Regions from separate parts of the Mus musculus genome. Here region 1 is linked to region 2. The links are chromatin contacts, called in public promoter capture Hi-C maps. All regions are on one chromosome and are shown on one strand. The core of a region is the stretch at or near the end of the contact, and the rest is flanking DNA. Distances in the headings are between cores, read along the strand shown.

Evidence for each region. Promoter capture Hi-C pulls out the DNA fragments that hold promoters and counts their contacts.
Region 1: a promoter capture Hi-C map of embryonic stem cells shows a contact between it and region 2, with 5 times the contacts expected there. The contact joins the promoter of Shc3 here to the promoter of Barx1 in region 2. A contact is called at or near these places in 2 of 39 promoter capture datasets (cranial neural crest and embryonic stem cells).

What each region holds. Positions count from the first base shown.
Region 1 is chr13:51,567,786-51,573,086 of GRCm38.p6, forward strand. It overlaps Shc3 (src homology 2 domain-containing transforming protein C3), which reads right to left and starts at 1,666. Exons shown (of 12, transcript NM_009167.5): 1 at 1-1,666.
Region 2 is chr13:48,660,233-48,665,870 of GRCm38.p6, forward strand. It overlaps Barx1 (BarH-like homeobox 1), which reads left to right and starts at 2,804. Exons shown (of 4, transcript NM_007526.4): 1 at 2,804-3,107; 2 at 4,794-5,085; 3 at 5,169-5,253; 4 at 5,596-5,638. The coding sequence starts at 2,885. It overlaps Gm36606 (a long non-coding RNA gene), which reads right to left and starts at 2,560. Exons shown (of 4, transcript XR_382336.3): 1 at 2,307-2,560.

The DNA of each region.
Region 1 (5,301 bases), core at 416-2,915, 2.9 Mb after region 2:
CAAAGGCTCGGTGAGCTCCGCAAATCACTTCCTGTAGCAAAAAGAGAGAGAAGAAAACGACATCCACCCGCTGACAGCAACTACAGCCAATCAGTTCTCAAATTTCCTTTTTCTACCTTCGCAGATATTTCCTTCCAGTCTTTGCCTTTTCACCTACCCCCTCCCCATCCCGCATCTGTGCCAAAGGTAAATCCAGTCCCGTCAAATGATCTCTTGAACTTTCCGCAACCCATTATTCCGTGCAATGGCTTGCTCTTCCCTTGCTCAGCTCATGTGGATGAAGCCCAGAAGTGTCTGACAGGGATGCGTTCAAATGTGACGAAGGCTTTTAAAGAAGTCTTCAAGGCGAATCCTGATGAATCCTGATTTTGGAAAGTAGCAAGAATTTTAAGTAGGAAAAAAAAAAAGAGGGGGGACCCTTCACCAGCAGATGAATATTTAAGAAAGAAAGAAAAAAACCTGTCAGTTTCCTGTGGTTTGCTTTTCTTGTTCAGATCAGCAGAGCAGCCATGTATCTGTGGCGGTGCAATTCCTGTACCAATTCACGAAAAAAAAAAAAAATCAGCACAGAAATTTCTTCTCAGTACAGCTCAGAGGGGGTCTTCCCTAATAATTTACAGCAGTCAGCAGCCGTACTCAGCTAGGGTTCAGTTGAAAAATCTACTTCAAAAAAAAACCTGCATCTCTGCTGAGCGGCAACAGGCTCCAGAAATCCATGCCAAAAAAAGAGAGAGAGAGAGAAAGAGGGCCGCGTTTTGAGTTTTATTCCAAGTGAATGTGTTTCAGCCCTGGAAGCATGCCTTAGTAGCATTACCAATCCGTTTCAATGTCCCTTCAGTTGCTGCTTGCAGCCCTGCAGTCAGGCAGGAAAAAAAATGCGGCTGCTCTAACTGTCCATCAAATCCACAGCAAGAATGGCCTCTTCCTTGCGAGTCGGGCCCAGGCTTGCAGTGACACGCACAGGCCTTCTTCCTGACGCTTGGGAGAATAGGACATCGACAGCCTCCCCGAGGGTCTGACCAAGATTCTGAGACCCACTGAGCCCTTCCTCGGTGGCCTCTACCAGGTGGCCTCATGTGTTAAGACAGATAACCTGCACCACCGAGAAGTCAATCGCTGTCAAAGTTTCCTGGTAACTTCTGTGCAAGCGAATGCATTTGCCTTCTAGCACACTAGCAGGTCACCCTGAGTCTTCTCACGCCCAGGGCTGATCTCGGGAGGCAGTGCGGTTCCCAGGCTTTCTGGGAGCCCCAGGAAGGGAGTTTAGGGAGAGCCACCCGTGGCGGCCGTGCAAGTGAGGCCGGTTCCAGAGGACGAAAAAGCGCAGAGCCGCCAGGCCCGCCCTGGCGCAGCAAACACGTCCCCACCGCTCTCCAACCGCGCGGCAGCCCTAGCTGAACAGCCACCCCGCACTCTCTTTTCTCCCTTCCTCTAGCTCGCATAGCAACAGCAGATGCGCACCCCACGGACGATTTCGATGGTGATTGGAGTCCCCCTCCAATCTGAAGCAAGTCAGCCCCACCATTCCCAAACCGTGGTCTTCTTCATTAGAAGCAGACAAAAAGAAAAAAAGAAAAAGGAAAAAAAAAAAAAACAGACCGAATGTGAATGAGATGCTGTTTGTGTGAATGAAAGGGCCGGCGAGCGAGCCAGCGTTTCTGTGAATGGAGCGGGTCCTTGCAGCCGGTGCCAGGCAATCCCCTGGGCTCAGGCGGCTTCAGCCAATGAGAGGCTGAGCCGATGACTCATTCAACAAAGGCTCGCTCAATAGTGGAAGATTCCATTTCAATCAAGGGCGGGATCTTTTATCCAACAGCAGTGTGGGAAAAAAAAAGAGAAAGAAAAAAAAAAAAATAACACCACCCAGATTGATTACAAAAATTCTGGGAGGAAGAAACAAGCCGGTATAGAGAGATGGGGAAAATTAGTTTTATAAGGGTGTTGGAGACTATCGGGTCAGTTCCGGGTGAAGCAGGACCACTCTCTGGGAGGTGAGCTGTACCCAAACTTTCATTCACTGGTTCTTCTACCTCACAGAGCAGCCATGAATGTACCAGCTTTTATTATGAATGCACACAGAAGACCCAGTCAAAGGCTAGCCTCTTCCCCATGAAGTCTTTCCTAATAAAGGAATAAAGAAGACCTATGCAAGCTAAGTCTCCAGAGCAGCGGAGGGGATCCCAAAGCTACATCATTTAACCCTTTAGCCAACAAGGAGACTTTGGATTCTATTATGAGGCCAACGGAGGGAGCCGACTGAGAAAATATGAATGGCGGTGTAAATTTACATACAACAATTAGACTCGTTGGTGTTAGACGTTAATATACCAAGAATATCATATAGTACAGCTAGAGCTGCTGTTAGCTGGAAAGTGATACGAATATTTTGGTGTACAGGAAAAAAGAAAATAAATTAAAGAGCCCAAATGCGTCAGATGGAATTCCACAGCCCCTGCAGGGGAACTCTGCTCACGTGCCTGTCCCAGGAGAGCCCTTTGTTCGCCCTAGGGAGCCTGGCTGTCGCTTATTTTAGGCATGATCCCCCAAAGCCCAAGCTCTGGGCTGTCAACTCGAAACAAACTGGCACCAGTGAGAACGAGGATAGATAATTCTAGATGCCATGTTCAAAGTCTGCGCTATGCTGTGACTATCACGTGTTCACTGGATGCTTATGTTGAAGTCTAATCCTGGCCACCTTTCTTTCAAAAGGTGAAAGCTTAGTCTGTGTCATTTAGGGGAGGGGCTTCTGGGACAGGACTGGGATTAGGTCATCAGAGTAGAGGAGCAATAGCCCAGTCTGTAAAATGCTTTATCTTGCAAGCAAGAGGACCTGAATTCAATCCTCAAAAACTCAACATTTAAAAAAACAAAACCAAAAATACTAACAGACAAACAAATAAATGGGCTGACGACCCAGTGTTACACAGCCAGCCAGCCCAACCCCTCAGCAAGTTTTAAGCCAAGAAGAGACCTTATTTCAAACAAACAAGATGGGGTCAGCAAGATTGCTATCAACCTTGATGATTGGAATTTAGTCCCCAGGAGCCACACAGTGGAGATGATGTTGTCCTCTGACCCCCTACACATGTGCTCTAACATGCATCTAATGAAAAGCTATTTTTAAAGAAAACATGGCTGTCATCCAAGAAATGAGAGTGGAGGCCATACTCTGTCCTCCACATGCAGGTATGGCACACTTCCACACAAGCACACACAAGGATGCACCTGCACACATATAACCACATAGAAGTAGAGAGTCTGAACACACACACTCGTGTGTGCACACAGGCATACGTGTTCCCAGTCTCTCACCGTCTTAAGCCCTGAGCCACCTCAGACTCTGCTAGCAAGAATCCCAAGAATTTGGTCTCTCAGCTGTACCAGACTAAGGAGCAGAGGTAAATTATCTTTATTCATAACTCACTTAGTTTATTGGACTGTGTTATTAACCAGAGATATGGATGGAAATCCTATAACAATGCCAAGAAAGTGCCTTGCCTGGGCAGCTGACATTGAGAACTGCTCACCCCTGACCACCTGTAGCCAGGCATCTTCCACTGAGAGGAGTGCAAGGCAAAGTCCACATTTCCTACCTGGAGGATTCACCTGAGTCAAGTCCTGTTCATCAGAGTGGAGAGTCTAATCAGGTGAGGAAGGGAATAAGTGCATGGGAGTGGCCAGCTTAGGGTTAGGAGCCTTCTGTGTAGAGGCATCAAGTGCAGAGGTTGAAACCCGGGAATTCCAAATTGTCTAGATGAGATATAAAAAGGGTGGTCAGATATGGGGTAGGTGGTACATGCTTCTGATCCCAGCATTTGGGCAGTTGAAGCAGGACATTTGAGGGCTCTAGTGGGACAGTCTGGGTTACATGGTGAGATTTCATCTCGAAAACAAACAAAACAGCCAGAAATTGTAGGATAAGCATAAATCCCGAGCCATCTGAGGAACTGCCCTCACCAACCAGGCACACCTACTGCAAGTCCAGCTTACATCCTGTTTTGCATAAAGGAAGCCAAGGGTCACTGGGGCTACACAATGTGCAGTGACCACATCTTCTATCTTCATGGCCACACACAACCCTGCCTCAGAGAGGTAGGTGTGGTGTACAGTGTCCAGTGGGGCTTCTCCCTTCGGGCAGTGCTCATTCATCATTAACGACAATGTTGCCAGTGGACTGAGAGACAAAAAGGTTCAGACTTTCTAGAAGATAGAAGATGGGCTATATTACAAAGAGAGGCTAGGGAGATGGCCAGTCAGTGAGATGGCTGACAATACACCCAGAACCCACAGAAAAAGCCAGGCGCGGTAGTGTGTACCTGAAGTCCTCATGCTGAGAACAAAGATCCCAGAAGCTCCATAGTCAGTCCTATCCAAACAATGAGCTCTGCTTTCATGACAGATGCTGTCTCAAAAATTAAGGTGGAGCTCAGGGATTGAGAGCACTGGCTGCTTTCCCGGGGGACCACAGTTAGATTACCAGCACCCACATGGTGGCTCACAACTGTCTGGGATTCTGACTCCAGGGAAGTTGATGCCCTCTTCTGGATCCTTCCGCACTAGGGCTCACACATGCCGTCGAAACATCAGTATCCATAAAACAAAAATAAGAAAGGGAGAGAGTGATAAAGACATCTTCCTGCAGTCACACGCACGCACACACATGAAAACACACACAAACACATATGCATGCCAAAAGCATAAACACAAATATTAAGATGTAATAGAGTATAACGGAGGTGAAGCTATTGTGTCTTACAGTGTAAAAGAGGAGACCAGAATGGAAGCAAGTAGGGAGCAGGGACAAGGGAGAGAGAGTGGACCAACTGACCCTCCCTGGGGAGGATGGAAGTGATTGACAGCTCTTTCAAGGTCCAGGTATGAAACAGAAATCTTCCTCAGGAGGCAAATGCAGAGGACAGCATTAAAATCAGACTCGTGGAGATGGCCTCAGGTCATCCAAAAAGAAGGAGAGACACCAGAAATTCGCAAGAACCAAAATCCTTGGTGGACCAATGAGCTTATCCCAGTCATTTGTTGGAGTATGGGTGAGGGTTTACTTACGGGAGCATAGACAATTCAAAGGCAACTATGTTACCAAAAGCCCTACCCCAGCAGGAACAACTTATGAAAGCCATATTCCCCAGGAACTTGCAGGCCACCCCACTGAACAGTCTCCCGCTAGCAACTGCCTACTGCTTTGACAGCCTTGAGACTGTATGAGTTTTACAGGTCTCTGAGTCTTCTTTCATTAACTTCCCCCAACCCCCATCTCTGGGAGGACGTATTTAAACTAGGAGGAAA
Region 2 (5,638 bases), core at 1,554-4,053:
CAGCCAGCCAATGCAGAATTCCTAAACAAAGGATCCCTGAAGCCATTTCTTCGCAATTTTTTTTTCGCCTAAAAGGGGTTTATTCGCAGGTTTGCTTTAGGGTCCCTCTGGACTTTGAGAAGAATGTAGTTTGAAAAGGATGCGTCAGGGGCTCGAGCTTAAAGAGGGCATGGGGCATCGGGGCATAGCCTGGCTCTGAGCCTTTGGTGCCAGGCTAAGCTTTTAGTCCTTGGGGCTTCATTCCCAGCAGGCAGGAATCACTGCAGGCATTCGGCCTGGGCGGCTTGAAACAGTCCTGGCCAGCGTCCAAGGAGCTGGAGGGTGTGTGTGGGAGGGGGAGAGGCGCACCTGTGGAATGGAGTGGGGGTGGGGTCTCTTTCTAGAATTAAGACCTTCATGCCAGAAAAAAATGAGCCTCCTCTGTTCAGCTTGACCTTAAACTCCTTCCTGGCAATAAAAACAGAGCTGTTGACTGGATATCGACAATAGGAATGAGTGGTCTTGGTAGCTCAGACCCATTTCCAGGATCAACCTTGCGTTTTGGGGAAACCTGGCTGAAATTGGAAGGAAGGCGCATAGTGTTCAAATACAGGGTGGCTTCTGTCGGGATCAAAATCAGAGAAGATAGGATGGGAGCTGGCTGGGACTCCTCCCCAGTAGAACCCATTCCAAGCTATACTCCTTCCGATGCCCAAGAGGAAGTGGAGGGGCCTGATGTTGAGCCCTCCAGGGATGGACAGAGTGGAAGCAGTATAGGCAGAAAGGCCTTTGTTCTGGTATAGGTATGGTACCTAGAAAGCCGCTTCTACTCACTGGAATGCCTGAACCAGTCCTTGGATTGAGTTGTATTGAGAAAGGAGGTTGTTGGCCAAGATTCCTATGTCCTGAGTAGACACCGACTTTCCTTTCTGTTCAGTGGGAAGATGCCCATTGCCACTCTGTCTCTGATATGTGTGCGGGTGGTCTTAGTGGGTCCTGTATCACCCTTCTAAAGAGTTATTTTGGTTACCTGATTATCCCCTTTCAGGAGTCTAAAGCAACGGGAAGCCACTAAAGACTGCTTCCCTTCAGTCCTGATGGTGGTCTCCTGACTCAGAAAGTCGCTGCACATTTGGCTGAGCTGTAGCAATGAGCTTTGGGGGGGGGGGGTCTGCATCTCAGCAGAACATTTGGAAAGATGCCCTTTGTCCCCTTCCCAGGCTCAATGGTCAAAGGCTATTGGTCATTTCTTAGTGTCCCGGATGCTACAGTCCAGTAGGCTTCTGAGCCCTCCACCCCAACCCCGTCAGCAGGCAGAAGAAATTATTTCAACTTGGAGAGTTGGGATATAGTGTGATGAACTCAGTTTCCCAGCAGTGAGGGCTTAGGCTCTGTGGAGAGCATTCGTGGGAAGTAGGAGTGGCTTAAAACATGGAGTCCAGTCTAGGAAGGCTGGACAGGGTGGAGACAGAACCCAAGACTCCTGAGAGAGGCAGATAGGAAATACAGCAAGTCCTCTCCTAGCCTCCTGAGGACACCCTACCCTTCTTGCTACCCCTGAACAGCTGGCATGGGTCACCCTGGGTATAGAAAAGTCTCACCTTCCATCCCCACAAACTCCCTGGAGCCAAGAGTCAAGTCTTCCAGACTTGAGACAGCTCAGAAACTGTCAGTGCCAAGACTCAAAGAGGCACACTCAACAGAGGTTAATTTGGGGAGAGAAAAAGAGAATGATCTAACAGCCCCATCTTTAGTCCTGTGAGAGACTGGAGGCTCAGAGATGGAGCTAGGTCCCCAGACTCTCAGAGTATTCCATGATCCCCTGCCTCAAAGTTCATCCAGTGACAGTCTTTCCCCTTTTTATTCATCTGCCCTTATTCTATCCCTTGCTCTAAGTAAACATAACTCAGCCCACTAAGTCTGGTGGTTGCCAGAGAAAATGTGTCCAGGTAAGCTTAAATTAGAAATTTAGGTAAATCCTAGTTGGAGAATCTTTTTTTTTTTCTCCCAGGGTAGCTTCAGAGATTTGAGATCAAAATGGTAAACTGAGGTTGGGGTGGACAGGGAAGGGGGGGAAGTGGTGCACAGGCATGGTCACCACCCTGCGAGTTACACCCCGGTGTATTGCACTGGATCCCTACAGCATCTCGCAGACCTGGGAAAGCTGTTTAAGGCTACCCCTTTCCCAGCTTGGCTTTTGCCCCTCCTCCTCACCACCACTCCAGCCCCTCCCCATCCCACCCAGTCCGCTGGCCTTGCTGCTGTGCCCTCCCCGTGCCCTCCTGCACCTCTGGGGCTCTCTCCTCTCTACGTCTCGGCGCACTCACGTCTAAGAGGCGTCTTGGACACCTTCACATCACTGCCTAGGATCCTGCGTGGTCCTTGCTGTCTGTCTTCAGACTTTTTCACGCCTCTCATTCAAGATCCTCGGTTTGCCCATCTCCGCAGTGTCCTATCCTCAGGGCTGTCCTCTTGGGCGAGCTCTCCTCTTTTTCCCTTGGTCCCGGCCTGCGAGCCCCTATCCCGGGCTCTTTCCCTCCTTCCCTCCTCTCAACCTCCTTTCCTCCCTCCTGGGTCCCTCCCTCCGGCTGGGCCTAGTGGGTGGGGGGCGGCAGCGCGGGGCGGGGCGGGGCAGGGCGGGCGGGGCAAGGCAGTGACGCGGGGCTGGCCAGGCTAGAGGCGCGGCGGCGCGGGGCGGGGACGCAGTCCCGGGTCCGACTGGCCGAGCCCCGCGCGCCCCGCCCGCGCCCTGCGCCTCCGCCCGGCCAGCCGGCGGGGGAGGGGGCATGAGCCGGCGCCCGCGCGCCGCCGCGAGCTGCGGGCCGGCCTAGAGCCCCGCGCGGGCCCCGCGCCGGAGCTTAGCCGCCGTCGCTTCCTAGCCGCGGGCGCATCCCCGGGAGCCGCGATGCAGCGGCCAGGGGAGCCGGGAGCCGCGCGCTTCGGTCCGCCCGAGGGCTGTGCGGATCACCGACCGCATCGCTACCGCAGCTTCATGATCGAAGAGATCCTCACTGAGCCTCCGGGGCCCAAGGGCGCAGCGCCCGCGGCCGCCGCTGCCGCCGCGGGCGAGCTGCTCAAGTTCGGCGTACAGGCGCTGCTGGCCGCCCGGCCCTTCCACAGCCACCTGGGTACGTGCAGCGGCCGCCGCGCAGAGGACTGGGCTTGGCGGGCGGGTGGGAGTCGGAGACCTGGGGTTGTCCGTAATTCATCCTCTTTCTCCCCTGTTTCTGGAGCGACCTGGGATGCAGCTCAGCGCAGGCCCGAGGCACCTACCTCTCTTCGCGCACTCCAACGGGAAAGTGGAGGGTGCGAGCAATGAGCTAGGCAGAAACCAGGCCTTGTGTCCTCGCGTCAGACCAGAAGAGAGTTTGTCTTCTGCTTCAGGGCGGCTTCGAGTTTTTTCGAATCGGGTGATAGGCGAGGCCAGGAGCCAGAGACCGCATCCCTATGGTTGCTACAAAATCAATCTACCGAGCACTCTGGATCAAAATGACTTCAAACCAGGGGAAGCCTGAGTTTCGCGGTAGGGTTGGCTGGGCATAACAGTAGCTGCCCAGACTGGGAAAGCTCTGGAGAAGAGGGTCGTGTCGCATAGTGTTGGATGCCCAAGCCATCCAGGAGCCTTTCAGAACCCCGTGCTTTCCAGTCAGCAACCGACCGAGGCCTGTGCTGCGGCCAGGGTCTCCGTAGGCCTTGTTTGAGGGAAAGAGGCCTGGTTGTGATCCGCTGCCCAGTTGGTCCTTCCATCCCGAGATCTGCTGGGCTTTCGTGCGTCTTGAAGCACTTGCTCAGATCTTTTCTGTCTCCGTCTTGTCTCTTGGGAGATTGTGAGGCAGTCTGCCCTGTACTGCATCTCGGCTTAGGGCTTAGTGACTCTCTTTGGTTGACCTCCTTCCTAGCCTTTTGGTAAAGTGGATCTGTCTCCCCTCTACCTCTCCCCCTCCGCAAGATTCTCTTCCCACTTCCTGCTATGTTTTCTATGCTCCCCTTACCCTGATGGTTCTCAGCCAGGCAGATCCATCCTTTCCAGTATCTCTTTTAGGAGAAGCCTACCAGGAAAGGAAGCGTCCAATATAGACTCCAGCTCAGCTAGCGGCCTCCGGAACCGGCCCCAGATTCTGTCCAGTCTTGGTAGCAGCCAGTCCAGTTTGCCTCTTTGATGTTCATCTGGTTCACAGCCTCTCTGCTGCCGTTCACTATAAAAGGACTCTGTTGTTGGCAATTCGTTTGAAGCGGGCAAACAGCCGATTTAGGGCTAAAGAACATGGAGAGGTCTTCATGCTTCTTGGGGGGAGGGGGTCTGAACAGAGGAAACAAGAAAGACAATTTTCAGGTTCAAAGGATGCTTTGGTGACCCTTTCCTCGCCAATGTCCAAGCCTCAGCCAGTGATGTAGGTACAGCGCCCAGAAAAACAAATGCTCACATTCCACAACGTTCTTTTCCCAATGCAAAAGCTCCCCCACCCCCGCCCCCGCTTCCAAATTCACCCGTTTCTTCTTAGTTTCTCTTTTTCACGAAAGGCATACTCTATGTCCTCGGAGCAGCGAACTTGCTCTAAAGCATCCTGAAATCTCGGAGCCTACTGGCTCATGGGGACTCCAAAAAAGAGCAAAGGATGCGAGGGATACTCTTTTCTAGACTCCTCGGGATAGCTACCTGAAGGAGGGTCGCCCAGGATGCTGGGTTTAAATCCCCAGGGAGTGGCTGGTTCGGGCTCCCAAACGCAGCAAAGCGCTGTGGCGTGGGAGGCTGGAATCCAGTTCACCCAGATCTTTCTCTCTTCTCTCTCTCCCCTTCTCTCTTTGCTCTGTAGCGGTGCTGAAGGCTGAGCAGGCCGCAGTGTTCAAGTTCCCACTGGCGCCGCTCGGCTGCTCCGGGCTGGGCTCGGCGTTGTTGGCCGCCGGGCCTGGGATGCCCGGCCCCGCAGGCGCATCGCACCTGCCGCTGGAGCTGCAACTCCGCGGGAAGCTGGAAGCAGCTGGCTCTGGTGAACCTGGCGCGAAAGCCAAGAAAGGACGCCGGAGTCGCACCGTATTCACTGAGCTGCAGCTGATGGGGCTGGAGAAACGCTTCGAGAAGCAGAAGTACCTCTCTACCCCTGACAGGTAGTGCCGGGCAAGACTGGGCTCGAGGGAAGGGTAGGCAGGTGGTGGCCTGACCCGCTGAGGGTGTGCGTTACTCTTTCCAGAATAGATCTAGCTGAGTCCCTGGGCCTGAGCCAGTTACAGGTGAAGACGTGGTATCAAAATCGGAGGATGAAATGGAAGAAAATAGTAAGTGTGGCTGGTGGCTTCCTGCGGGCTGGGGTTTCCTGGGCTTTGTCCTTGGTGTCCTCCAAGAAATACCTTCCCGCCCTCCTCACACTAAGACTTCTGCCCATCCCATCCCGTGAACTGCTGTGTCTGCTTGGGTTCATTAGGACAGAACCCCCATCCCCGGCACCTCCTGGCAGCTTCTAACTCCTCCATCTTCCGCTCGTTCTCCTCAGCAGTTCTTTAAACCTCCACCGTTTCTTTAGGGCCTAGAGTCACTGTGATGCCGTGGTTGGGCCCTGGGCATCCGGTGGTCCTTGATCGGATTCTTTCCTCACCTAGTACTGTTCATTCACGGAACAGGTGCTGCAAGGTGGCGGCCTGGAGTCCCCCACCAAGCCCAAGG